Linked DNA regions of Mus musculus: all the other regions are linked to region 3. A link is a contact called in public HiChIP or PLAC-seq and Micro-C data. All regions are on one chromosome and are shown on one strand. Each heading gives the region's core, a stretch centred on a gene start, on an enhancer-like site or on the middle of the called end of the contact. The rest is flanking DNA. Distances are from core to core; before and after follow the strand shown. Region 1 holds the start of Ddb2 (damage specific DNA binding protein 2). Region 2 holds the start of Phf21a (PHD finger protein 21A). Region 3 holds the start of Ambra1 (autophagy/beclin 1 regulator 1).

Region 1 (4,084 bases), core at 712-3,211, 490 kb after region 3:
ATAATCTTCCTAGTTAATATCTTACAACTTTTTTAGGATTCTTTTTTGTTGTTGTTGTTGTTGTTTTGTTTGTTTGTTTTTCGAGACAGGGTTTCTCTGTGTAGCCCTGGCTGTCCTGGAACTCACTCTGTAGACCAGGCTGGCCTTGAACTCAGAAATCCGCCTGCCTCTGCCTCCCAAGTGCTGAGATTAAAGGCATGCGCCACCACTGCTGGGTTTACTTATTTCTTTGTTTTGTTTTCCCAGGGTTTCTCTGCAGCCTTGGCTATTTATTTACTTATTTAGGTTTTCCAGACAGTGTTTCTCTGTAGCCTTTGCTGTCCTGGAACTAGCGCTGCAGACTAGACCTACTTCTGCCTCCTAAGTGCTGGAATTAAAGGCATATTCCACCACTGACCAGCTTGTAATTTTTTTTTTTTTACTTATGTGTATACATGTTTCTTTATGTGCTTATGTGTATATATGGCTGCATCTGCCTGCAGAGTCCAGAAAAGGGTGTCTGGTCTTCTGGAGCTGGAGTTACATATAGGTATTTGTGAGCCACCTGCCTGGGTACTGGGAACAGAATTCAGGTCCTCTGAAAAAGCAGCAAGCTCTCTTAGCCATTAAACCATCTCTCCAGCCACTAAGCTACAATTCTTAATTTAAGCACATCTTAGGACATCCCCATTATTGGTGCTGGGTTCAGCTTTTTATTTTCTTCTAGAGCATCATTTTAATTTAAAATAAAATTAAACTACATTAAAACATATAAATTTTACATATGTTTATGTAAGTATCATCTTCATAAGGAATACATTACTTTTGACACACACATATTGTATTCTTTAAATTGGGTTAGGCACATCTTCTCAGATATCGTTTGTGGTGAAAACATTCAAAACCTTTCTACCTTTAGAAAATATACAGCAAACCCATTGTCTGCTGTCACCTTGCTGTGCAATAGCATGCCAGATTTTCTCACTCTTTTTCTTTTTTAAAGATTTATTTATTATTATAAATAATTACACTGTAGCTGTCTTCAGACACTCCAGAAGAGGGAGTCAGATCTCATTACAGATGGTTGTGAGCCACCATGTCGTTGCTGAGATGTGAACTCAGGACCTTTGGAAAAGCAGTCAGTGCTCTTAACCGCTGAGCCATCGCTCCAGCCCCAGATTTTCTCACTCTTATCTGATCCTTACAAGATATCAGTGTAGTCCAGGCAAACTCTTCATGCCTCAGCCTCCTCAGTGTTGGGAATTACACAGAGCCTGCCACCATAGATACAGCTCTTTTCTATAGTATGAGGTAAAATACATTCATCTGTAAAGCGAGAGGAAAGAATCAAATGCTAAGGCTGTGATTGGGTAATCAGAGGCACTTTTTTTTTTTTTTTAAGATTTATTTATTTAATACACTGTCATTTCAGAAACACCAGAAGAGGGCATCAGATCCCAATACAGATGGTTGTGAGCCACCTTGTGGTTGCTGGGAATTGAACTCAGGACCTCTGGAAGAGCAGTCAGTGCTCTTAACCACTGAGCCATCTCTCCAGCCCTAGAGACACCTATTATTAATGGGGGAAATGAGAAATATTTAGCCACACTTGAATCTTTGCTCTTTTTAAGACATAAACTACCTACTTTTATCTGTCTCTGTCTCTCTCTCTCTCTCTTTGTTGTTCTTCGAGACAGGGTTTCTCTGCGTAGGTCACCGGATTGCTGGAACGTGTACACCAGGCTGGCCTGAAACGCCGCCTGGCTCCGCCTCCAGCATGCAGGGTTTACGGCCAGCGCTCCCTCCTCAGGTTCAAATAATCGGCTTTCTTCAGATCCAGCACAAGCCAAGGCCCAGCTCCTAGGGAGTTAAAATAAAAAACCCTCCCTGTGAGCTGCACACGTTACTCCGGAAGAGGAGGAGCGGCCGGGGGCGGGCCGTGCCCGAGGGGTTGGGGCAGTCCGGGGCAGTTCCGGGGGCAAGACAGCCCCCTACTGTGGCAATCCCGAGGGGGCGGGGCAGTTCCAAGGGGCGGGACAGCCCTGAGGGGACGGGGCGGGGCTAAAAGTAAAGCAGCCCGGAGGAGCGTTTGGCGCGAAGGTGTCTTAGCTGCGCTACCTGCGACGGCGCTGCCTCATACGTAGTCCCTTCCTGTTTTCTCCACGGAGGCTTTTCCACTCCTTGCTTCGTTATTTTGCCACAGAGCTTGATATCTCTTCACCGAGTACGTCATGGCTCCCAAGAAATGCCCAGAAACCCAGAAGTCCCCCGACGTTGCGGTGCTCCTCAGGAGCAAAAGTCGCAGAGGTCCTCAGGAGCTGGAGCCCGAAGCCAAGAAGCTGCGTGTGCAGGGTCCCGGTACGGCCTGTGCTGCTGCCTTAGCTTTCCGGGGGTTCAGGGTGCTCGCGCCAGAGGCTGAAGCTGGGGTGGTGGGTGCTTGTGCCTGGGCTTCTGAAGCAGTTCTTGGCTTCTGTCGCCTCAGGCTGTGATTTTATTTGGGAGATCGAGGGTTCGAACCCAGGCCTCCAGTTCTCTCAGCAAGTGGGCTGCCACTGAGCCACACGCTGCCGACTGGTTTTATTGGCCAGTTCATTGACAGCAGAGAGTTTTAAGTTGAACAGCCCCCCCACCTCTACCCCAGGTGACAGAAAGAGTCAGATGAGTGCCATCACCGTAAAAGCCACAGTCCCCACTTTCCTTGTTCCAGAAGTTTTACACATCTACTGTTTCAAAGTAATCCTCCCTTTCATAGCCTCTCGGTTATGTTAGCTCTGAGAGTCTGAAATTCCCTCCCTCCTTTCTTCAGAAAGCGCATTCTCAGAGGTTTACCAGGACTTGAACCTGGGGCTATAAGGAATGTGATAAATTGATAAGAGTGGTTTTAGCCATGAAAAGAAAGGAAAGTTGTCAAGAGAAAAAAAGGACTTATAGATTGGGTCCACCAGAAGGGCTTGGTAATTCAGAGTTGTTTTATTTATTTGTTTGTTTGTTTATTTATTTATTTATTTATTTAGTTTTTCGAGACAGGGTTTTTCTGTGTAGCCCTGGCTGTCCTCAGAACTCAGAAATCCGCCTGCCTCTGTCTCCCAAGTGCTGGGAATAAAGGCGTGTGCCACCATTCCCGGCTTATTTTTATTATACTCTGATTTACCTCTCTTCCTTGAAGCCACCTAATCAATTTGGAACTTTTCTAAACCTTACTGCATTCTTCTGGTTTCCACTCAAGTAATGGTTGCTCATGACATTATTTAGTATTTCTTTAAATACAGAGTCTTGCTCTATAGCCCAGGCTGGCCTCCAATCCAAGTATGCTGCAGCTTCTGAGTGCTAGGATTACAGTTATACACCACTGTATTTGGATAGCTCTTATTTTATTTTTTTAAGATTTATTTTATTTAATGTATGAGTCCACTGTAGCTGTCTTCAGATACACCAGAAGAGGGCATCGGATCCCATTTCCGATGGTTGTGAGCCACCATGTAGTTGCTGGAAATTGAACTCAGGACCTCTGGAAGAGCAGTTAGTGCTCTTAACCACAGCTGAGCCATCTCACCAGCCCTGATGTTATTTTGTGATCTTTAAGATTGTCCCTCAAAAAAAAAAAAAAAAAAAAAAAACAAACGGGCGTGGTGGCACACGCCTTTAATCCCAGCACTCGGGAGGCAGAGGCAGGCGAATTTCTGAGTTCGAGGCCAGCCTGGTCTACAAAGTGAGTTCCAGGACAGCCAGGGCTACACAGAGAAACCCTATCTTGAAAAATAAAAACAAACAAACAACCAAAAACAACAACAACAACAAAAAAGATTGTCCCTCAACTCCTACTTATTTGTGATCCCACACAAGAAAAGTCTTCAGTGTCCACAATTGTGTATCTCTCTGGCAAAGCTCTAAGGAACCCTGTGAGGTTATATTTAGTTTCACTTCAGAATTTCTGTTTGGAGGAGTGTTTTGGAAAAGGGTTTTTTATTTCTCTCTTGGGTTGAGTGAGACTCAACTGCAGAGAAAGGCTTTTAAGGAGATGATGAGACAAAGGGTTTTCAGGGGGAACCTTTCCTGAGATTTGGGAGAGGAAAATGTTTGTATTCTTCTTTGGTAGTTTCTAGCA
Region 2 (3,957 bases), core at 227-2,726, 450 kb before region 3:
TCTCTCGCCCGGTGCCCCAGTGTCCACATCAAACCCCTCCCCTGCCAGGGCCACCTTGCAGCTACCCACCATTGCGAGCGTGGTCAAGGGAGGAAGAGGAGGTAGGAAAAAAAAGAGAGCGAGCGAAGAGAGAGAGAGAAAGAAATCCTAACAGCACCGCTCAGCAGAATAAAGAGAGCAGAGAGAGGATGACGAGAAGTGTTGGGAACTGCGTGCACCGCGGGGCTGGACCAAACGGAAAGAGTCCCACTCCGCGCGCCCCTCCCCCCGCGGCCCGGGGGGGAGGGGCGGCCGCGGCCCCTCTCTGAGGGGCCTGCGAGTCCCCGGCCCGCGCGGGGTCCCGGGGCGGCCGGCCGGCGGCGACGGCGGGAGGGCCGCCCCAGGGTGAGGGGTGCAGGCGGACTCCTCGGAATAACAAGTTGCAGAAGAAGAAGAATAAGCGGAATTTCCCCAACGCTGCTCCGGCCACCCAAGACAAATGCACCAACACACACTCACTCACACACACTCGGGCCCGGCAGCGTCAGCAGCCGCAGCTTTTTTTTTTTTTTTTTAAACCAGATCTCTCAGTCACCAAACAAGATGGTTTTCCCAAAAAAATATTTTTTAAAATTAAATAACCATAATAAAAACTTCCCCCCGACAGCATCCCAGGGGGTGGGGGTGGGGAAGGGGCCCAGGCGGCCATCCCCTGGCCGCAGGCACTCGCGGGGGGCGGCCTCGGCCCGCGCCCCCCGCCCCTGCGGCCCCCCAGCCCGACCCCCCACGGGGACTCTGTGTCGCCCCCTCGCCGCCACCCCCGACGCGCCGCCCCTGTCACCCGCTCTGGCCCTGTACTCAGCGCCCAGGCTCCCGAGGCTGCTCATAAACTTACTTCCAATCTATCCTAGGGAGGGGTGGAGGGCAGAGGGGAGGAAGGGGGGAGACGAGGTATTCCCATTGTCTTTTTTTTTTTCCTGGAGGGGGGGGGGAGAGGAATAGGAAAAGGGCACGCAGGGGGGCGCCCCGAAGGGGAAGTTATTGCTGAAATCTCAAGTTGACTGAGGGGTCCTGACAAGAACACCCCCTTTCCCTCCTCCCTCCCACACACCCCTCCCCTCCCCCTACCTCCCCCCCACAACAAACTCCAAGCAAGCAGCCCCTGCTCCTTCCCAGAGACAAACACCAGAGACAAGACAGAGGGAGAGAGGGAGGGGGGGAAGGGGGAGGGAGGAGAAATAGAGCTACTCAAGAAAAAAAGAGAGAGAGAGAGAGAGAGAGAGAGAGTGAGGAAAAGAGAGAATGGAAAAAGCTGGGATACTGCACCCTCCTGCTGCTGGCTGGCTGTCCCCCCTGGCAGCTGGAGGCAGGAACTCTGAGCAGGAGAAGCAGGAGGAGGAGGAGGAGGGAACTCTTCTTCATGGGGAGGGAGGGAAGAGGCTGGAGCTGCCGCTGCTGCTTCTGCTGCTGCTGCTCTGGGCCTCTCGCACTTTTTAGATATTAGTGTGTTAAGATGGTAGGTTGTTCCCTTCTCCCTCCTCCTCCTCCTCTCCTCTCTCTCACTCACTCACACTCTCTCTCTTTCTCTCTCTCTCTCTCTCTCTCTCTCTCTGGGCTGTTTCTTTCCTCCTCTTCCCCAGGCAAGGGGGGGTGGGGAGGAGGGGGTGGGGGGGAGGAACTGGAGCCTCCTCCTCCTCCAGGAGAGACACACACAGGCCCCGGGCCGGAATGGGGAGGGAGGAATCAGAGCAGCAGGAGAGAAACTGTGGGAGACAAACAAGCCCAACTCTTCATCCTCCTCCTCCTCCTCTCAGCAGCAGCAGCGAGCACCACCAGCCCATTCACCACCCGGCCCCGGGCCGCAGCACCTCCGCCGCCTCAGCCCGGGGATCCCTCCGCCCAGGCCCAGACACACTCGCCCGCGCGGGAGCCCGCCGCGCGGCCCCGCCGGCCCGCCGCCGCCGCCGTGCGCGCCCCCGCCGCTCCCGAGAGCCGGGCGAGAGGGACTGGAGCTGGGGAAGCGGGGACGAGGGAAGAGCGGGCGGGCGGGCGGGGGGCCGGGCGGAGCTGGACCGCGACGGTCCCGGGCCGCCCCGCGCCCCTGCGTGCGAGCCCGTCGCTCGCGGGAGGCGCCGGGGACCCCCACGGGGGCACGGGGCGGCGGCGGGGGCCCGCGGCGGCGCTCGGGCGGGCGGACTACTTGACGTGTCGGTGCGGCGAATTTATTTCACTTTGCCTAAGGAACGGGGTGTGCTGCGGCACCCATTGCCTAGGGAAAAAACCCGGATGTAAAGTGAGTGAAACTAAACTAGAGTGAAGTAGGGCAGCAGCAGCCAAACTCCGGTGCAGCGGCGGCGGCGGCGCTGGGGCCGAGCGGCCGCCAAACTCCCGGCCCGCCGCCGCGTCGCAGCCCCGGCCAGGCCCGAGCCCCGGTCCCCTCCCGCCGTTGAGAGCTGCTGGGGGGCTCCCGAGCAACCCCAACTCCCTCCAGTGCAACAGCAGTTTGCAGGGGTGGGGGTGGAAAGGAGGCAGGAGCGAGGAGGAAGCACTGCAATGGGGGAGCGAGTGGTCCAGGCAACAGGAGAAGATGCAAGCTCAAGTCGAATGCAACATGCAATCCCCGGCCACCCCGCCCCCTTTGCAAATAACTACCCTTGAACCACTTTATTAGCCGTGCCGAGTCCCACTCTAGCTCCGGGGAGGGGCGGGGGACGGGGTCCTTCGCTCACCTTTATTTATTGCTGCTTTCTGCCCCCCTCTCCATGTTTTTTATTCCTAAGTTCTTTTGTTCTAAGGGGGATGATGGCATTTACTTTTCTGCTTTGTGTAGCAGGGCAATCACTGGGAATCGGCCACGTATAATCCGGCGGTTTGTCATATTTTATTAGTGAAAGTATTTTATGCCTAGTCCACCTCCAAGGACTGTAACATGGAGAACTGCAGGGGCGGGGGTTGGGGGGGACGACATCAGAAGAATTCTTGTTTTCAGAGATTTCTTGGCTGAGCGGGGAGGGCCTTTTTTTTTTTTTTTTAATCATTGAGGAGGTTCATTTAAATTATTAAATCGATAGTTTTCAACTTGAAGCTTAATGCTCTTGCACGGGTGAATTGTTGGGTTATAAAATAACCCCCAACCACAATTTTTTTTAAAAGTAAAAAAAAAAAAAAAATCTTAGCTCTTAAAAAAAAAAATCCCATCTGGACAGTGATCTCTGTTCTGAGCTGCACGCTGGACTTAACGTAGTGTTAGCCTTCCTATGTTAAATAACAATAAACCTCAACCTCAACGGAATACAAATGGGGGCTGGGGGTGGTTTTGTTTTTAAGGCTCAGCACTTTTGTAGCATCTGCCACTACGCATTTTCCAGGCATTGATTAACCATGCAACTCCCATAGGCATGAAGTCCAGTTTTTGCAGATAAAGAGCAACAGTAGTAAGATGATTTGCCCAAAGTCAAAGGGAGTCGCTGGCAAGACCAGGGAGAGCCTTAGACTTGATTTGTTACTAGTCACGTCTTTTCCATTAAATAATATTTTCTCCAGGAAATAGTATTTAAAAATAAGCGCACAGTCTTTATCTTACCAGAGGGGCTTTGAGATCACTGGATATGAAGAGGTTTTCTTCTGTGAACTGCAAATTTTAAATTTAGCTTCTCAAGAGAAGGCATTTTTTTTTAAATTCTGATTTCTTAAAAGTAAAAAAAGTGAACTTTATTTTCGTGTATAGGCCATTTAGTAGTAGTTTTAGGTTAAAAAGAATTCACAGCAGAAAGTGTAAGAGTTTGAGAGTAAAACCTGAAAGTCCCTATTAATGATTCAGGAAGCCTGGATGAACTCATACTATGAAATAGCTCAACCTGTACGGCAGTGAGGATAAATAACAGGAGGAGAGTTGGCGCTAAGATTTCAGCACTAGGGGTAACCGATGTATTTAAGATGGGCACGGGGCTCAAACTGTAGTAGTGCACCATTGTAACA
Region 3 (4,015 bases), core at 127-2,626:
AAGACAGCTACAGTATACTTACATATAATAAATAAATCTTTAAAAAAAAAAGAGAGAAACAGTAAAGTTCACAAATGATTCATCTTCAATTATGTTTGAATAATTTCTACACAGACTTTTGAACTCTTGAATAAAATGACTAAATCACTAACCAAATAAAAAAAAGTTTCAAAAGAGATTCCTTGGATTCCCTCCTAGAAAAGACCTCCACAAGACAAGAACCTGAATTCAAAGTCTTAACCATCTTAAGCATCTTCCATCTTGCACTAAGTACTTAACACCATAGCAGAAAGTTTCAGAACAAGCTGAAGAGTGGAATCAGTATTAATCAGAAGTAAAGTGGAAGTAAACAAATTATTTATGAGTAAACAAAACTAAACTATCCTTACTACTTTTGCTAAAACGATACAAACTTCGAAAAAGCAAACCCAGTCAAAAACATCACTTGCTCCCTTAATGTCTGAAGCCTCCAGTAACACAATATATGTTTCTAAGAAAGAAGAGTTCCAAAAAGTCAAATGAGAGACTGTTAAGTAAAAAGTGACCAGTAAAATGGGAGAATTGTGAACTGTTAAAGACAAAAAAAAAAAAAAAAAAAAAAAAAAAAGAACCTTACAGCACATTTAATGATCTGTCGAGGTCACAGGGAAAAGTCACGTCCCCTACCTCAGCCTCGGTTTCCCTACCCCAAAAGACTATAAGTGATATTTCGTTCCTAGGAGCTGGAGGGCCTAGTTTCAATAGCCTCCACCTACTCAAAAGGGCACTCCGAGGCTGAACTCAGTAGGGGTCCCCAGTGCAACTGAGCATGACATCCGGAACCGGAGTTGTAGGAAAGGAGAAAGGGAATAGGGTCTAAGAAAGCCAAGTTCCTACAATCTAGGGGTGACGACACGCGTCCAGGACCCGACATCCCCTCTCTACGGAACCCGGCCGGCAGCTTCAGCATCTCTCCCTCCTTCCGGCTTCTCGCTCAGTTCCGGGCCGCCCTCCGGCCGCGCCCCCGGGCGCAACCCCCTTCACAACGCGCACCCCGGCGGGCCGCGCGCTCGCCCACCGGCCGGCGCTAAGGTCTCCTCCTGCCTTGGGCGGAAGGATGCGGGACCGGGCCTCCCAGGCTCCTCCCGGGCCTACCTGCGAGGAGAGTGAGAGCTCGGCCCGAAAGCCAGCGAGCGCACGGAGCCACGGACGGAAGGCGGGGAGAGGCCGAAGAAAGCGAGGGGTCCGCTCGACCGACCAGCGGAAGAAAGCGGCCAGAGCCCGGGGCCTCCGGGATAACTCAGTCCAGGACCTGGCACAGCCGCCGCCGCTCCGGAGACATCAACCAAGAAGACGCCGCAAAAGATCATCGAACACACGAACGCCCAGACATCAAAGGAAGAGCGCCCCAGCAATCGTTCAAGGCACTGCAGCCGAGTGCCGAAACATTGCTCAGCTCCTGCTGCAAATCCGGCTGCCTTCCTAGGCATAAATAAACAAATCCAGATCATTAAACTATAGCGTAGAGTAGGCTGGGATTCTGCCATTTTCTGTTGGTGACAGAGTGTTAAAGTAATTTAGAGAACTAAATTTTTGAGACAGGAGCACGCTTGTAATCCCTGCTTTTTTTTTTTTTTCCTGGTACTTTTTTTTTTTATTACGTATTTTCCTCAATTACATTTCCAATGCTATCCCAAAAGTCCCCCACACCCTCCCCCCGTAGTCCCTGCATTTTAGGAAAGGAGGCATGAGGATTTGGAGTTCAAAGTCATAGTCAGTTAAGCACAAGGCCAAACTGGACTATATGAGACCTTGGTGGTTTTTTTTTTTTGTTGTTTTTTTGTTTTTTTTTTTTTTTTTTTTTTTTTTTTTGGTTGGTTGGTTGGTTTGGCTAGGTTTTGGTTTTTGTTTTGTTTTTTGAGTGTGTGGTTTTCGAGACAGGGTTTCCCAAGTGCTGGGATTAAAGGCATGCGCCACCAAAGACCTTGTTTTAAGTGAAAAAGGAATTAGCCTTTTGTGAGCACATTGATTGAAGATAAATCATAGCAGAATAAAGCTCGTCTTAATAGTTCAACGACTGCCGTACACTTAGAGACTTCTCACACTACTTGTCCCAGTTGAACAAATGACTTTACCACTTTATTCTTGGTTTCCCCTCAGAGCTGAAGAACAATCGCTATGAATGCTCCAGGTCAGCTTTAGAAGAATATCCAAGAGAAAATGGCACACCTTAATGTGGGAAGGGAAAGTTCCTGTACCTTGTTTTTAAATTTTTATTCTTTGGTTTTGTTTTGCCAGACAAGGCTTCTCTCTGTGTACCCTTGGCTGTCCTGGAACTGGTTCTGTAGACCAGGCTGACCTCCAACTCACAAAGATTTGCCTGCCTCTGCCTCCGGAGTGCTGGGATTAAAGGTGAACACCACAACCTCCCAGCCTATTCTATTCTTTCTCAAAAAAAAAACCACTTACTTCTCTTTTATTTTCTTCCAAGGATCTAAAGCCACAGTCCACAGTGTGCTTTTAGTTAGCTTCGTAGCTAGTTCACTAAATAGTTTTTAGAGACAGGATTTTGTGTGGCACACACACTGGTCTTGAACTCTGTGTATCCAAGAATGGCTTTGAAATTCTGATGTGCTTGCCTTCCTGTTCCACATTTGCAGTGTGCCTGAGGGAGTGTGAGAGACTGCAGTGGAGGCTCACACTCTATAGCTTGGCTGGCTTGGAACTCACTATGAAGCCCACGCTGACCTCAAGCTCACAGCAATCCTTTTGCCTCAAGCTAGTTGAGTGCTGGGATTATAAGCAACCATGCCTGGCTTTTTTTTTTTTTTAAACAGAATCTCACTATGTAATCCATATTACTTCAAAGTCTATCTTCCTCCCTCTGCCTCCTACTTGTTGGAATTACAGGCTTTTACAGACATATTTGATTTGTAGCTGATCCTAACTGTACTGGCCAAACTCCATACTGTACAATCAGTACATTTTATTTCTAGATATTTTTCATGTGATAGGTATTTGCTACTCTTGAGAAAAGGCAATTACAATATTATTGTTTATGATTAGGTCTTCTTGGACATAAGCAAACAAAAATGATACTGTATATCTTTACATCTTTAATCCCAACTTTCTAGAGGCTGAGGCAAGGGAGATTGCAATATGATTGTTTGAGGCCAGCCTTGCCCCCCCCCAAAAAAAGCAAGCAAACAAACAAAAAACTCCAAAAGAGCTACACATGCTAGCCTATGCCTTTAATCTCAGCACTTGGCACTCAGTAAGCACAAGCAAACTGATCTCTGTGAGTTCAAGAGGCCATCCTGCATCCTGATCAACTCAGTGAATACCAGGACAGCTAGGACTATGTTGTGAGATCTTGTTCCTCCTCCCTCCCCCCCTCAAAAAAACCAAAAAAGTCCAAACCTGAAACAAGGTACAAGTTTATTTTTCTGCCATATAAGAAATCCAAAGGGCTGAAGAGATGGCTCAGCAGGTAAGAGCACTGACTGCTCTTCCAAAGGTCATGAGTTCAAATCCCAGCAACCACATGGTGGCTCACAACAATCCTTAATAAGATCTGACGCCCTCTTCTGGTGTGTCTGAAGACAGCTACAGTGTACTTAGCTGAAATGGCTGATATAGTAGAGAATATATACAGTGTATGAAACTGGAACATATGGGATGGGGGCATAGACAGATTATGGCATCAGTTATATGAATTTTGCCATAAGACATTCAATTGAAATTCAGCTATTTCTTCAGAAAGAAGGAGCTCACATAAGGGCACTAGCCCCTGAACTGTCAGGAAAATGAAGAGCCAGCTGTGGCACTGCACACCTTTGATCCCAGCACCAGGCAGGCAGAGGCAGGCTGATCTCTGTGAGTATGAAACCAACTTAGTCTACATTCTGAGTTCTAGACCAGTCAGAGCTACGTAGTACAGAGTACCAGTTTTGGTTTGTTTTCTTTAATGGTTTTGGAAGAAGGTGGGTGAAAATGATGAGGTAGAATTATCAGTTTGTTGGGGGTTTTGATTGTT

What was found. Hi-C and Micro-C count contacts between places; a contact is called where the count stands out from the background. HiChIP or PLAC-seq counts read pairs in DNA pulled down with a chosen protein or histone mark.
Region 1: an HNF4G HiChIP or PLAC-seq map of pancreatic cancer cells shows a contact between it and region 3. The contact joins the promoter of Ddb2 here to the promoter of Ambra1 in region 3. A contact is called at or near these places in 1 of 39 promoter capture datasets (pre-B cells), 2 of 115 datasets of contacts at active chromatin or transcription factors (large pre-B cells and pancreatic cancer cells) and 1 of 9 other capture datasets (pancreatic islet).
Region 2: a contact with region 3 is called in a Micro-C map of embryonic stem cells, with 5 times the contacts expected there. The contact joins the promoter of Phf21a here to the promoter of Ambra1 in region 3. A contact is called at or near these places in 2 of 39 promoter capture datasets (erythroid cells and liver), 2 of 484 Hi-C or Micro-C datasets (CD4 T cells and embryonic stem cells) and 1 of 115 datasets of contacts at active chromatin or transcription factors (the 230-238 cell line).

Annotation. Positions count from the first base shown.
Region 1 is chr2:91,234,943-91,239,026 of GRCm38.p6, reverse strand. Ddb2 (damage specific DNA binding protein 2) reads left to right here and starts at 1,961. Exons shown (of 10, transcript NM_028119.5): 1 at 1,961-2,337; 2 at 4,076-4,084. The coding sequence starts at 2,211. It overlaps A330069E16Rik (RIKEN cDNA A330069E16 gene), which reads right to left and starts at 1,881. Exons shown (of 2, transcript NR_015464.1): 1 at 1,626-1,881; 2 at 670-1,305.
Region 2 is chr2:92,181,701-92,185,657 of GRCm38.p6, reverse strand. Phf21a (PHD finger protein 21A) reads right to left here and starts at 1,476. Exons shown (of 19, transcript NM_001362829.1): 1 at 1,306-1,476.
Region 3 is chr2:91,727,499-91,731,513 of GRCm38.p6, reverse strand. It overlaps Ambra1 (autophagy/beclin 1 regulator 1), which reads right to left and starts at 1,376. Exons shown (of 18, transcript NM_172669.3): 1 at 1,135-1,376.